Regions from separate parts of the Pan troglodytes genome. Here regions 2 and 3 are each linked to region 1. The links are chromatin contacts, called in public HiChIP or PLAC-seq maps. All regions are on one chromosome and are shown on one strand. The core of a region is the stretch at or near the end of the contact, and the rest is flanking DNA. Distances in the headings are between cores, read along the strand shown. Region 1 holds the start of SIAE (sialic acid acetylesterase). Region 2 holds the start of MSANTD2 (Myb/SANT DNA binding domain containing 2). Region 3 holds the start of NRGN (neurogranin).

Region 1 (4,226 bases), core at 733-3,232:
GTTTGTTTTTTTGAGACAGAGTCTTGCTCTGTCACCCAGGCTGGAGTGCAGTGGTGCGATCTCAGCTCACTGCAACTTCCGCCTCTGGGGTTCAAGCGATTCTCCTGCCTCAGCCTCCCGAGTAGCTGAGATTACAGGCATGTGCCACCACACCTGGCTAATTTTTTTTTATATATATATCTTTAGTAGAGATGGGGTTTCACTACGTTGGCCAGGCTGGTCTCGAACTCCTGACCTCATGATCTGCCCACCTTGGCCTCACAAAGTGCTGGGATTACAAGCATGAGCCACCGTGCCCGGCCAATTTTTTTGTATTTTTAGTAGAGACGGGGTTTCGCCATGTGGGCCAGGCTGGTCTTGAACTCCTGACTCTAAGTGATCCGCCCACCTCAGCCTCCCAAAGTGCTGGGATTAAAGGTGTGAGCCAACATTTGGATTTTTTAGGTCTTCAGTTTTTTCCTTCATTTGGGGCTGGAGTAGAAAAACAGGAATTAGTGTTATGGGGAAGAGAGGACAGTGGTTGCCTCTGGTGAGGAGCTCCGGATGCATCGGCCAGGAGCACAATGGCAGGCTCAATAGACTGGCAATGTTCTAGTTCTTAAGTTGGGTGCTGCTCTCATGGGTGTTCATTTTATTGTGTCATTGTTACATATAATTTTGTACATCTCAAGCATTACATGGTAAACATGGGCACAGGGAGAATGACTTAAAGGAAAAACGTCAGGATATGCAACCAAGTAGAGTACTAATGAATGAAAAATGTGATCAATGTTAATGAAGGTGATGTAACAATAAGACCCAAAGGAGGAGATAAAATACTGACACTAAAATAAACAGCCTTTAACTGAAAACCTAATAAAATATCTTTTCCCCACCTCATAAGATGGATCTCAAAGGTCACTGAGTGGAGATAAGAGTCAGGAAATGGCATACAGAGTGCTAGCATTTTGCACTTTTGTTAGACTCTGAACAATCATTTATGGGCTGCAGTTTGTCTGAATCTAGGTACTTTTCCGGCTCTCAGGTAGAGCAGGAGTCATTTTTCTGCACGCTGTTCTCCTACCCCAACTATCATTTCTTAACAGGGATCTCTGGGGTCCACTCTTTGAGTGTTTTGAAAAAGAAAGGAAGAAATCCAACATTATCACTTTAGTTTGCATTATCAGACAGATTGCACCTTCTGCTTTTTCCATACTGTGACCCAGTGTCCAGCCTAGGGTATTCGAATGGCAAGATCTGACCTGCGCAACAGCCAAAGCGAGCCACCAGCCTCCCCTATGCCACTCACATTTTCCCACCACCAATATCTGTAAGCGGCACCAGAAATCAAAACTGAGCCTTAAATAGTCAGAGCTAGTGAGGGGGTTGTATTTCTTAGCCCTAATAACCACTTAAACGAGTAAAATTTAATTCCCCTAAGGAACCCCGCCTGAAGCAAACCCTCCCCAAGGGCACCACTGAGGGGGTAGCGCTGAAATGTTTTGGAAGATTCAGTCACCTGTTTCCAAATATTACCTAACTAGCTTCGCCTCCTTCCCTCCGAGCTCCCCTGCAGTTACTCCAGGACCCCGAAGGCCTCTTTCTGGGCACATTTGGGCCTCCTCACTCAGACAAGCCGCACTTTCTCCCTGCTCACAGGCTGCATGTCAGGGATGGTAAGTGGGGGGTGGAGAAAGTGGAGAGGCCGGGGTTCAACCCAGCAGACTCCTGCACACCGGGCCTTGGTCGGAGACGCGAGCCGCTAGCCTAGCTAGGTTCCTTCGTCGACCTTGAGAAAGGGGCGCGGATCCGTGTCCCGCAGAGGACACGGGGTCTCGGAGCCCGCACAGGCTGAGGGGCAGGGGTCCGGCCGAGCCGGGCCGCCTCACCTGCACTTCTGTCGGCCCACAGGATTAATGGCAGCACCAGCCCGAGTACAAGCCCCGGCGCGACCATGCTTGCAAGGATCTGACCGCCGCCCAGGACTGGGAAAGTGGGCTCCCGGCAGGGGCGGGGCCTGGGCGGGGGCGAGGCCGACTCCACCCTTTTGCAGTCCTCGGAGCCTCCCGCGACCTCAGGACTGGGCTGTGCTCGCCCCTTCTCGGCCGCCGTAGTTTTTTTTTTTTTTTAAAGAAAAAACGGTTACCCAGCAACGAGAAAAACAACCGGAACCGGCGGCACCAGCTCGGAGAGAAAGGAGGTGAGGCCGCTTCCCCACTTCCTCTCCGATACCAAGACCTAGCCTTTTCCCTTCGTCTCTCTTATTCTCTCAGCATCCCAGACGCAGCCTCGGAGCCCTGGGCCGTTTGGGAGCCGAGGCAGCCCATTCTGCGCGAGTCTGAAATCCCAGGTCCTCAACATCCCGCCCCCGACTAGACCCGTGTGCCCCCTCCGCCCGCCCTCCTCTGCCCACATTGGTTCAGAATCTCGCCAGCTCTTTTCACCACCCTAGAATGGTTCGATACCTCCATCTACTGCTCCCTCAGAAAAAGCAAAAGAGAGGAGTCAGGCGTGGTGGCGCGCGCCTGTAATCCCAATTGCTCGGGAGGCTGAGGCGGGATCATCGCTGGAGCCCAGGAGTTCGAGACCAGAGACCCCGTCTCAAAGAAAAAAAAAAAAAAGCGATGAAACGAGAACCCTCCATAGTCTGAGCCTCATTAAACCGTCCAGTTCTCCCAACCTGGACCCCTACCACGGCCTCCGCCTCTATTCCGCATTGACGCACACTCTCACATTAACAGGCCAGGTCCCGGAGGATTCTTTTCATACTCAGTAGCTCAGCCCGCTGCTTAGCAGCTACCCTTAATCTAGCCCTTGTATTTCAAGACAGAAAGAGACAGCCTGATCAAGAAGAAACCGAAAAATATAAGAATTCTAAAACTTTAGAGGCTGGGATTTCAAAATCATGACACACAGCCCCATCCCATCCCATCCCTCCCTCACACACACGCACGCACAACCCCATTCCACAGTACGAAGGTGTTCGAAGCATTGTGGGTCATGCTTCAGAAGTGGCAGCAAAGGGAAAGATTGTGCAACTTCTTCATTCAACAAATTAATTTCTAGAACCAGGACTAATTTCTACTCTTTAAAAAAAAAAAATAGACCTCAAAGAAGGTCTTCTCAGCAATTGATAATGAATTCAATTTAACTTTTTAGCAATCATTCTCTCTAAATTCCTGTGTGATAGCAAAAATTACCCTTACCTTTTGAGCATATAAAGGGTAAAGAGAGAAAAAGTCATATTGAAAATTTTGGGTTTTTTGCAGGGTTTTAAATGATTTGGCCTAGTGAATGGGTCTGTGTTTGTATTATACTAATTCACAATGGAGATTTCAAAACTCTTTGGAAGAAATGGATGGGCTTGGGTTGTGTTAGGGAAAAAAGAATTCAAGTCCAGATGTATGAGTCTCAGAAATAATTTGTTGGCATAGTTGTGATTATATAAGTAAAATCAGACTAATTTAAAGACAGCACTCTTTAATGAATCTTTAGGTTCCATAGGCAGTTCTTACCAAGAAGATGTCGATTCCATTCTCCAACACCCACTACCGAATTCCACAAGGATTTGGGAATCTTCTTGAAGGGCTGACACGCGAGATTCTGAGAGAGCAACCGGACAATATACCAGCTTTTGCAGCAGCCTATTTTGAGAGCCTTCTAGAGAAAAGAGAGAGTAAGCTTTCTAAAATTAGTCATTTTTTAAAATAAGAAACTAAGCATTTGTTTATGGTAAAACTCGCTTAAGACCGTCTCCATTCTGCAGAAAGCCTTTATGAGGCAGGGAGTTTCAGATAACAGTTCTTGCTCTTTGAAACAGTATGTACCCCTTTGATATGTTCTCTTAAATTCGTTTCATATTATGGAATTATTCAGACCGTCTTCATTGTATTTCTCACGGACATACAGCGTGGACGGTAACTGCAAAAGAGCATACATTTCTCGGGAGAAATCAGTGGGGGAAAAAAAGATCATACAGTCTACCCTCGCCACGTTCCAGCATACTGTTCCTGTGCATCCCTGGCAGCTGACTGTTATTCCTGAGATGAGTATCTGTGGTTTCCTTTCAATTTTGATTCCTTCCATTTGAAAGTATTTTAAGTGCTGCAAAAAGAATTCTGCACTCTTTAAATAAACTGATATTCACTGGGATATATGAAACTGTTCTGCAATAACGGCACAGACAAACTGATTTGAAAGGTGGAATACCAGTTTGGAAAGGTAATTTATATTCTTTATGCTAAATT
Region 2 (4,226 bases), core at 570-3,069, 130 kb after region 1:
GCCGCTGCCCCCGAGCCCGCCGCACTGCCCGGCCCGAGCGGGGAGGCACCCCGAGGCGTGGAAGGGTCGGACAGCGATGGATTTCCGTCGCTCAGGCCACCAGGAGAAGCCGGGGAAAGCACCTCCATCTTCGGAATTTTTAGCGGCGAGTTGGCGGGCAGCTCCGAGCCACAGGGCGCAGCCATCTTCCAAGCGGCCGCCGCTGCACCGCCCGGAAGTGACGCGCCCGCGCATCCGGCCACCGCGGTCTCCGGGGCTGCCCTCGGGCCTGGCTCGCCCGCGGGCGGATGGCTCCGGGTCTCTGCTGCCGAGGATGTGGCTGCCGGGCGGAGGTCGTCCACTCCCCTGGGCCTTTCTCCGCGAGCCCTCCCACGCCGCCCGCTCCTCTCCCGGGGCGAAGGGCGGGGACGAGGCGCGCCGAAGCCCCGAGCTGAAGAGAAGGGTGGGGGCATGAGGGCGCTGGAGTGAGGAACAGATTGGAGCCTTCCCACTTCCTCTCCAATCTCAGCCCCCGGGAGGAGGGGTGAGGCCCGCGAGGGGGCCCGGAGTTAAGGAGGAATTGACCGTTTCTCTCTCTCGTGTCTCCCCCGCCTCTGCCCGTCTTCCCTCTAAGCCGGCCTCTAGGTGCAGAGGCTGACGTCCAGGATGGGGACCAGGGAAGCCTCTGGAGGGTATATCCGGGAAGGCACCAAGGCTGAAGTGAGAGCGGTTCTGGGGAAGGCTTTAAAAAGCAGATATGGACCAGGGTAGAGTTCGTACGCTGTAGCTTTTCAAGAACACCGATCTCATTAATTAAAGAACAGCAACTATTTAATTCCAGTTATAAATTATTGTTTTCCAGTTAGTCTGGGTAGGTGTGGCCGTTTATAGAATAGTTAGATTACATTAGTCTTTATTGCGTTGGTACAGTTGTCTATAGCTTGAGCATATAAAAACTCCTGAGCCCAGCAGAAAAGTTACTTTCCAATACTATTCTCCATCCTCCGTGCTTTGGAAGTTGCATCGTTTTCCGGTTTTTCGTACTCAAAGAACACTGTCAATTATGACAGCTCTGTGACCTCTGGTAATGAATTAGTGTATTAGTCACTCCTGAAACGTTCCTTAAAGTGCTGGAACTTAACAGTAGCACACCACATCCAGTACACAGCTGTACCGTATTTCCATATTTTTCAAAGCTGAAAATCTTAATTGGATATCTTGGATCATTAACTTAAAACCTCAGCGGATTTTTCTTTCAAAGCAGACATAACTGAGGATGCTGACCAATGAATGCAAATAAACTATGCAATATTTTTTAAAATAACAAATGTATGTTAGTTTTTTTTAAGCTGAGGTCAACTATGTTTTGGGGGGGTATGTGCTCTTTTAAATTATTGTTTTATTTCCATCGATTTTGGGGGGTAACAGGTGGCGTTTGGTTACATGAATAAGCTTTTTAGTGGTGATTTCTGAGATTTTGGTGCGTCCGAGCAATGTACACTGTACCCAATGTGTAGTCTTTTGTCCCTCATTAGCCTTCCCCTTACCCCCGAGCCCCCGAGTCCCCAAAGTCCAATGTATCATTCTTATTGAAGACAGCTAAATTTTTAACTCTGAGACTCACTGGAGAGAATGACTGGTTGTCTTTGGGTGTTACTGAAAAGCCAAAGGATTAAGCAATAGGGATAAAGTAGAGGAGGAGATAATTGTTCTCGTATGTCATATGAAAATGCTACCATAGTTTATAAGCTAACAGAAGAAGCCTGAGGAAGTTCCCGAATTTATGATATCCTCTTCCCTTTTTTCCAAAGAAAGATGCAGTCTAGGGCACCTCAGTTAAGAATATGGACTCTAAAGTCAGACTGCCGGGCTTCAAATTCCAGTTCTGCGACCTCAGCAAAGTTACTTAACCAAGCTCTCAGTGCCTTGTTTTCTTCATCTGTAAAATGAGGATGACGTCACAGCATTGTTGAGAGAATTAATACAGGTAAAGTCCTTAGAACGGTGCCTGGTTCACAGTAAACATTGTGTGAGGACTGTAAAAGAATCTGAAACATCTATCAAAACAAAATTAACTCTCATTCAGCCCAGTGATAAATGTTTTAATGTCATAAGGTATTTGGTGTGTATGAAAGGGAGAGTTGTGCCTAAATCATATACTAAATCAGAGATTCCAAAGAGGTGTGTGTGTGTGTGTGAGTGTGAGACAGGGTCTCACTCTGTCACTGAGGCTGGAGTGCAGTGGTGTGATCTCAGCTCACTGCAACCTCTGGTCCCAAGCTCAAGCGATCCTCCCACCTCAGCCTTCCAAGTAGCTGGGACCACAGGTATGTGCCACCACTCCCGGCTAATTTATGTATTTTTTGTAGAGATGGGGTTTCGCCATGTTGCCCAGGCTGGTCTCAAACTCCTGGGCTCAAGTGATCCTCCACCTTTGCCTCCCAAAGTGCTGGGATTACAGGCATGAGCCACTGCACCCAGCCCTCCAAAGAGTTTTTAAATTACCACTTTAACCTTCTGTCATTGTCCCACAAGTCTGAAAAACAACAACAACAAAAACCCCTCCTCCTATTATCATGGGATCCTTGGGATGTGGCTTTGCCAGCCAGAAATCTCTGTGGCTGGTGGTGCCTTTGCCCAAGTTTTGCTTGGGCCCACTAGGTTCCTTCTGCCCACTCAGCCTGGCAGGCTGCACTCAGCTCATGCTACCAGCCCAGATCCCACACCTGCCAAGGGTAAGCCAGGCACAGAGCAGCAAGGGGTGCATGAGCGAGCAAGTGTGGGGTCTGGCCACTGCCCACAGCCAGGCACATCAGCTATGGCAGGTTGGGCAGCTCCAGGAGCCAGCATGGGCACTGGCTCCCTGTGAGGTTGCGGCTGGACCAGGCATACCGCGAGCAGCTTCTGCTGCTGGTACCAGGGAATGTGGTGGCTCCCAGAAGCTTGGCGACACCAGGAACTGCAGAGTCCCAAAGAGGGTGTAACAGCCCTGGTTCGGGGATCTCCTAGGTCTGGACTCCCCAAAGGGCCACAGGCAGGAGAATCGCTTGAATCTGGGAGGCAGAGGCTGCGGTGATCCGAGATGGCACCATTGTACTCCAGCCTGGGCAACAAGAGCGAAACTCTGTCTCAAAACAAACAAACAAAACAAAAACAAGTGTCTCTATATGCATGGGTGTGTTTCTGGGCTCTTCTATTACATTCGTCTATTTGTCTATCCATTTTTCTATTTGTGTTGCTTGTAATAATATCACACTGCTTTAATTACTGTGAGTTTATAGTAAGTCTTATGTCGAATACAGCAAGTGCCTCCTTCTCACCCTCTTGCTTTTCCTCCTCCTCTTCCAAGAGTAGCTTGCTATTCTTAATCTTTTGCATTCTCCTATACATTTTAGAATTCGTTTGTCAAATTCTACAGAAAAAAAACTGCGGTTATTTTGAATGGTATTGCATTGAATCTGTGGACCAATTTGAGAACTGACATTCGTACAGTAATCACCCTTAGAGTCCTTGGAAATGGTATAAACCTTTAGTCTCTCAATAAAATTACGTTATTTACTTCATAAAGGTCTTACACATTTTTGTTCAGTTTGTTCCTAGGTAGTTGATTTTTTAAAATGTTTTTGTAAGTCGTATCATTTTTAAATTTTATTTTCTATTTTTTTTCTTTTGAGACAGGGTCTTGCCCTGTCACCTAGGCTGGAGTGCAGTGGTGTGAACATGGCTCACTGCAGCCTCAACCTCCGGGGCTCAAGCAAACCTCCTGCTGCAACCTCCCAAGTAGCTGGGTCTACAGGCATGCACCAACACATCTGGCTAATTTCTAATTGTTTTTGCTGGTATATAAAAATACTAATTGATTATCTTATTTTGTATCTAGTAATCCTGATGGAGCAGTTGATTAAAATTGTATATCATTGCACGTCATTCTCTTTTTAAAAATCCAAGCCTAGTGAGACCCTGTCTCTACAAAAAGTTGTTTTTTTTTAATTAGCTGGGCATGGTGGTGCACATCTGTACTTGCAACTACTCGGTAGGCTGAGGTGGGAGGATTGCTTGAGCCTGGGAGGTTGAAGCTGCAGTGAGCCATGATCGAGCCCCAGTACACTCCAGCTTGGGTGACAGAGCAAGACCCTGTTTCAAAAACAAACAAAACCACCAATGACTTTCCCTTGGAATGATATAATCCAAACTCTTTGCCATGCCTATGGTGGTTTTAAAACATGTCTGCACATTGTTTGACATTC
Region 3 (4,226 bases), core at 1,260-3,759, 65 kb after region 1:
CCAAAGACCAGAGCCTGCAGAGGCACACCCAGCCATCCCTTACTGCATCTGTCCTTTGTCCTAGCTCATCTATTTGAGTATCACAGGCTGAGTCCCACCAGTCCACCTTGCTGACAAACCCAGCCACCTAGAGGCTCAGAAGAGGGACCTTTCCCCAGCGCTAGTGGGTGCCCTGGCCCCACAGTGGTTAAGGGGCCCACGCTGAGCATGTCTTTGGATGTCAGTGGGTGACAACCCGTGCAGGGTGTGTGCCTCTGGGTGTGTGGGCAGTGTGTGTGTCTGCATCTTTGGGTCTGTGTGTGTAATTTCTATGAGGCCATATGTGTTACTGCTCCTGCCACTGGTATTTGAGTTTGTGAGTGTCTGTCTTCTCATCTCAGGCTCTGCCTTCCTCTCTGTCTTTTCCTCACCTCAGAGCCTGCCCATCCCCCAGGGCCAGCACTGTGGCCAGTTCTGCGTAGGCGCCTTGAGTGGGCTGTTGCTGAAATGGTTGCTTTGCGGATGGAACTGACAGTTGCCGTATCTGTTCTCCTATGGGCCCTCCAGTGTTCAGAGACACCCTCACCCCACACAAAGGTGTCCTTCAGGAAGAGGGAAGGGCTGTGCTGCCTGTGTGGGAGTTGGTGGGGGGGGTGTTGTAAAGATACCCCCCCTTCAGTTCTGACCAGCAGGAAGAAGGGCCCAGAGGCAGCGCAGTCTGCAGAGGGATGTTGCCTAGCAACTTGGGAGACTTTACTGCAAACTCACCAAATCCCGAATTCCTCAGCTCTAATTTGGGAAGAGAAAAGCACGGAGTCTAGGCCTGGTATCCACTCTGTCCCCCAATTTCCCCCTTTCCTCTCCTCTCTGGATTCTGGAGTTGAAGTCCAGCAGGAATTGGCACAACAGAAGGCCACAGATATGCGCGTCATTTAGGCAAGGGCCTGAGTTCCCAGGACATCTGGCCACTTGGAGGAGGTGGGGAGATGAAAGATGTGCCAGAGACAGATTGGGGAACAGATTTTTTGTTACAAAAGTGGGTGGGTCCCAAACATGCTGGGAGAGACACCCCTACACCCCAAGCCCTGGAATCCCGGCCAGCATCCAGCTCAGCCTGGGACCCCAAACTGGCTAACCTTATCCCCACCCTGAATGGACTCAGGCATTTCTCTCCCACTCATTTTTCCTTTGGCAAGCAGAGCCTCGGGCCCAAACATCTAGGTGGAAAGGAAGCATGTCACCGCCACGTGGTCCCTGGTCATGGCCAGGGACTGGGGATGCACAGCAGAGCTGTCTCAGGATCTGCTGTCCCAACCAGAGCCACAGGGCATTTCCCACCTTTGCTCCCAGCAGGAGCCATCCTTTCCTCCTTCCCTTCTCTGGGACCTTAGCTGAGAAAGACTTTCTAGTTTTCTCAGAGAAGGCCTACCCTACCCACATAACAAGCCACACTGCCAGCTTTTGTACCCTGCCGAGTTGGGGGAGGCTGACGACCACAACAGTGGCAGTCTGTCCCTCCCAGATGCTCTTTCCATAGCTCCCCTTCCCAGCCTCTCACGAAGCCCACATCCTGCCTCATCATGGACCCAAGAGCCAATTACTTCGAATTCTCTACACTTGGGTTGAGGGTATTTTTCTTCTTCTCAGGAGCAAGGGCGAGGATGGCCAGCTTTTGTCTTATTCTGAGGCAGCAGATCAAAAGGTTAGGCAGAGTCTGGTATGAAAGGGAGGAGGATACTTCTTCCAAGTCTGTGCCCATATATAAATACATACAAAATAGGTGTTGTGCATATATGATGTTGTTTGTTGCAGCTCATGTAGACAGATCGATAATAGATACGTCATGCCGACAGCTTGAGTTGGGTGACTGTCCGTGTGCGCGCGTGAGCGCGCGGGCGCCCACAACAGGGTGTCCGCATTTACCTGCAACTGAAGGGCTGCGTAGTTATTTTTGCAGGTTGTATCTGCAGTGTCTGTATGCTGGAAGAAGGCCTGGGAAAATCATATGTGGACATGTGGGGCTTGTGAGCTTTTGTGTGGACGCATGCCCATCGCCAGGTTGTACCAACAGGTTTCTCCGTCTGTAGCAGGAGTGATGATGAGACCTTTTTACCGCCCGTTAGGGAGCCTTTCTTTGCGGACTGAGGGGGAGTGAAGTTAAAGGGAGCCATATTTGGGACTCCTGCTAGGTTGTGGAAGTATGGAGGGATGGGTGAGGGGTGCGTGGTTTTCTCTGAGCGGGAGTAGGTGCTGTGCCCAGATGTGGGTGTTTGTGCTCGGGGTGTCGGGGGCCTCCTTCTGCCTACTCCGGCGTACATCTGCCTGGCAGTCTGCCGCCTAGCAAGCCAGGGGATTGCGCCCGGGAGGATGGAGTGTGGAGGAGGCTTGGATACAAGCGTGTAGGCGGAGAGGCTGGGGCAGGAGCGGGAGCGCGGCGGAGAGAGCCGCGAGAGGGCGTGGCCCTCCCTCCACTTCTCCCCGCCCACCCTGCCGGAGGCTGCTCCTGATTGGCTTCCCGGCCGCGGGGCTCAGGTTACATTCGCGAGCGGAGCCGAGCGCGGGAGACCGGACCCGAGAGCAGAGCTGCTGTTTCGGCGCGGGTCGGCTGGCGGCCGACTGCCCCAGAGCCCCCACCCGGCACCACACAGACCCCACCCCCGCCCTGCGCCAGCCTTCGTCCCCGCAGAGGACCCCCGACACCAGCATGGACTGCTGCACCGTAAGTTAGAGGGCCCGGGGGAGGGGCACTTGGTGGGGTCCGCTGCGAGAGGCGCCTGAGAAAGCCCTGGAGGGCGAGAGAGGGATGGAAGTGGATGCGGAAGACCTAGGAGCAGAAAGAAAAGGGGTCCTTGCCGAGACGTGGGTGGTGGATGGTGGAAGGCGCCCGCCCGACTTGGAAGCCCTAGGAAAAATGCTCCTCAACTCGCGGGGGCGTCTGAGCGCCCATCCGCTAGACAGCCTAGGCTGGACTGGGAGCTCGGCAGGGCTCTGCAAGAGGGGAACTGCGGGTTGGATGACAGGAGGAACTTCCTCCCCAGTGAGACGCTGGAAACCATCGCCTGGAGACACTGCAGCGACTCCTTCCTCCCGTCTTTCGGCCCCCACCCCGTTCCCCATCCCACTGCGCCGCCGTCGGTGGGCGGACAGGCTGATCCTCAGGACCCTCCAACGATCGCCTAAGCGCCCTGTGCAGCGCAGGCTGGTCCATATTGGTTAGCTCGGTAGTGATGCTGGCTGCAAAGAGCCTAGTCAGTGTGGTTCTGGGGAGGGGTTGTCCCGGCCCCCAAGGCCTTCTCGCTCGGAAGGGGCTGGGTGAAGTGACCGCGAGAGAGCCCTGCTGGCGAGGGAAGGAAGTGTCTGCAATTTGTCAGCGCCCACGCGGAAACCTGGGTACTGCAAGTGCCCAGCGCCCGAGGGGTTTGCTGCTAAGGTGACTCGGTATGAAAGCGCCTGGCATAGGCCCTGGCTCCTGCCTCACTGGAAGAGTACAGTGATCATACGTATATGAAATTTATTTGTTTGCTGATTTATTTTTTGCCTCTGCACTTGGAGAAAGACTATTCCAAAGTCCTTGTATTTTCAGTCATTCAGTCAACCAGCTAATGATACACGAGGTTACTGACTTTGCCATCTTATGGCCTAGTAAAGAAAAAAAGAGTGGGCTTTGGAAGGAAAGGATAGCCCAGTTCTATAATAGGTGAGACTTTCCCATGTCTGGGTACCAAGAGGCAGAGAACACTTAGGGGCAAGTGGTGGTGGTTGCGATTTTAACTCTTATTAGTTTAAGTAATAGTTGGCAGTTTGTGAATGCCTGCCCTGTAGCCAGCACTTTATATTTAATCATAGCAACAACCCTGTGAAGTAGGTATTATTTCACAGATGTGCCAACTGAGGTTTAGAAAGTTAGATTTTTCCAAGGAAGCATGACTCCTAACTGTGGAGGCAGGATTCAAACATAGCCCTGTCTTCTTCGAAGAGCTGTGGTTTAACCTCTCCTCTAAATATTTACTGATTATAAAAGTAATCTGCTCATAATAGAAAACGTAAAACCTAGAGAAAAGTATGAAAAACAAACATGTCAGTCACCTACAGTCCCACCCCCTGGAGAACACCCCGATAACATATCTCCTTCCAGCCTTTTCCCTCTGCTTGTTATTCTACAGGAAGCAATTTTTTGGTTGTGAAGGGAGAAATGGGCTCCTCATGGAGGTTCCTGGGCTCCACTGAGGAAGAGCCCTTCCTCCCAG

Evidence for each region. HiChIP or PLAC-seq counts read pairs in DNA pulled down with a chosen protein or histone mark.
Region 2: an H3K4me3 HiChIP or PLAC-seq map of stem cell-derived excitatory neurons shows a contact between it and region 1, with 3 times the contacts expected there. The contact joins the promoter of MSANTD2 here to the promoter of SIAE in region 1. A contact is called at or near these places in 1 of 7 Hi-C or Micro-C datasets (stem cell-derived neural progenitor cells) and 1 of 1 datasets of contacts at active chromatin or transcription factors (stem cell-derived excitatory neurons).
Region 3: an H3K4me3 HiChIP or PLAC-seq map of stem cell-derived excitatory neurons shows a contact between it and region 1, with 2.5 times the contacts expected there. The contact joins the promoter of NRGN here to the promoter of SIAE in region 1. A contact is called at or near these places in 2 of 7 Hi-C or Micro-C datasets (induced pluripotent stem cells and stem cell-derived neural progenitor cells) and 1 of 1 datasets of contacts at active chromatin or transcription factors (stem cell-derived excitatory neurons).

What each region holds. Positions count from the first base shown.
Region 1 is chr9:126,616,797-126,621,022 of NHGRI_mPanTro3-v2.0_pri, forward strand. It overlaps SIAE (sialic acid acetylesterase), which reads right to left and starts at 1,983. Exons shown (of 10, transcript XM_508836.6): 1 at 1,869-1,983. The coding sequence starts at 1,935. SPA17 (sperm autoantigenic protein 17) reads left to right here and starts at 2,081. Exons shown (of 5, transcript XM_003313397.4): 1 at 2,081-2,179; 2 at 3,475-3,655. The coding sequence starts at 3,502.
Region 2 is chr9:126,744,389-126,748,614 of NHGRI_mPanTro3-v2.0_pri, forward strand. It overlaps MSANTD2 (Myb/SANT DNA binding domain containing 2), which reads right to left and starts at 1,820. Exons shown (of 5, transcript XR_010147704.1): 1 at 1-1,820.
Region 3 is chr9:126,681,632-126,685,857 of NHGRI_mPanTro3-v2.0_pri, forward strand. NRGN (neurogranin) reads left to right here and starts at 2,510. Exons shown (of 4, transcript XM_009424428.4): 1 at 2,510-2,698. The coding sequence starts at 2,684.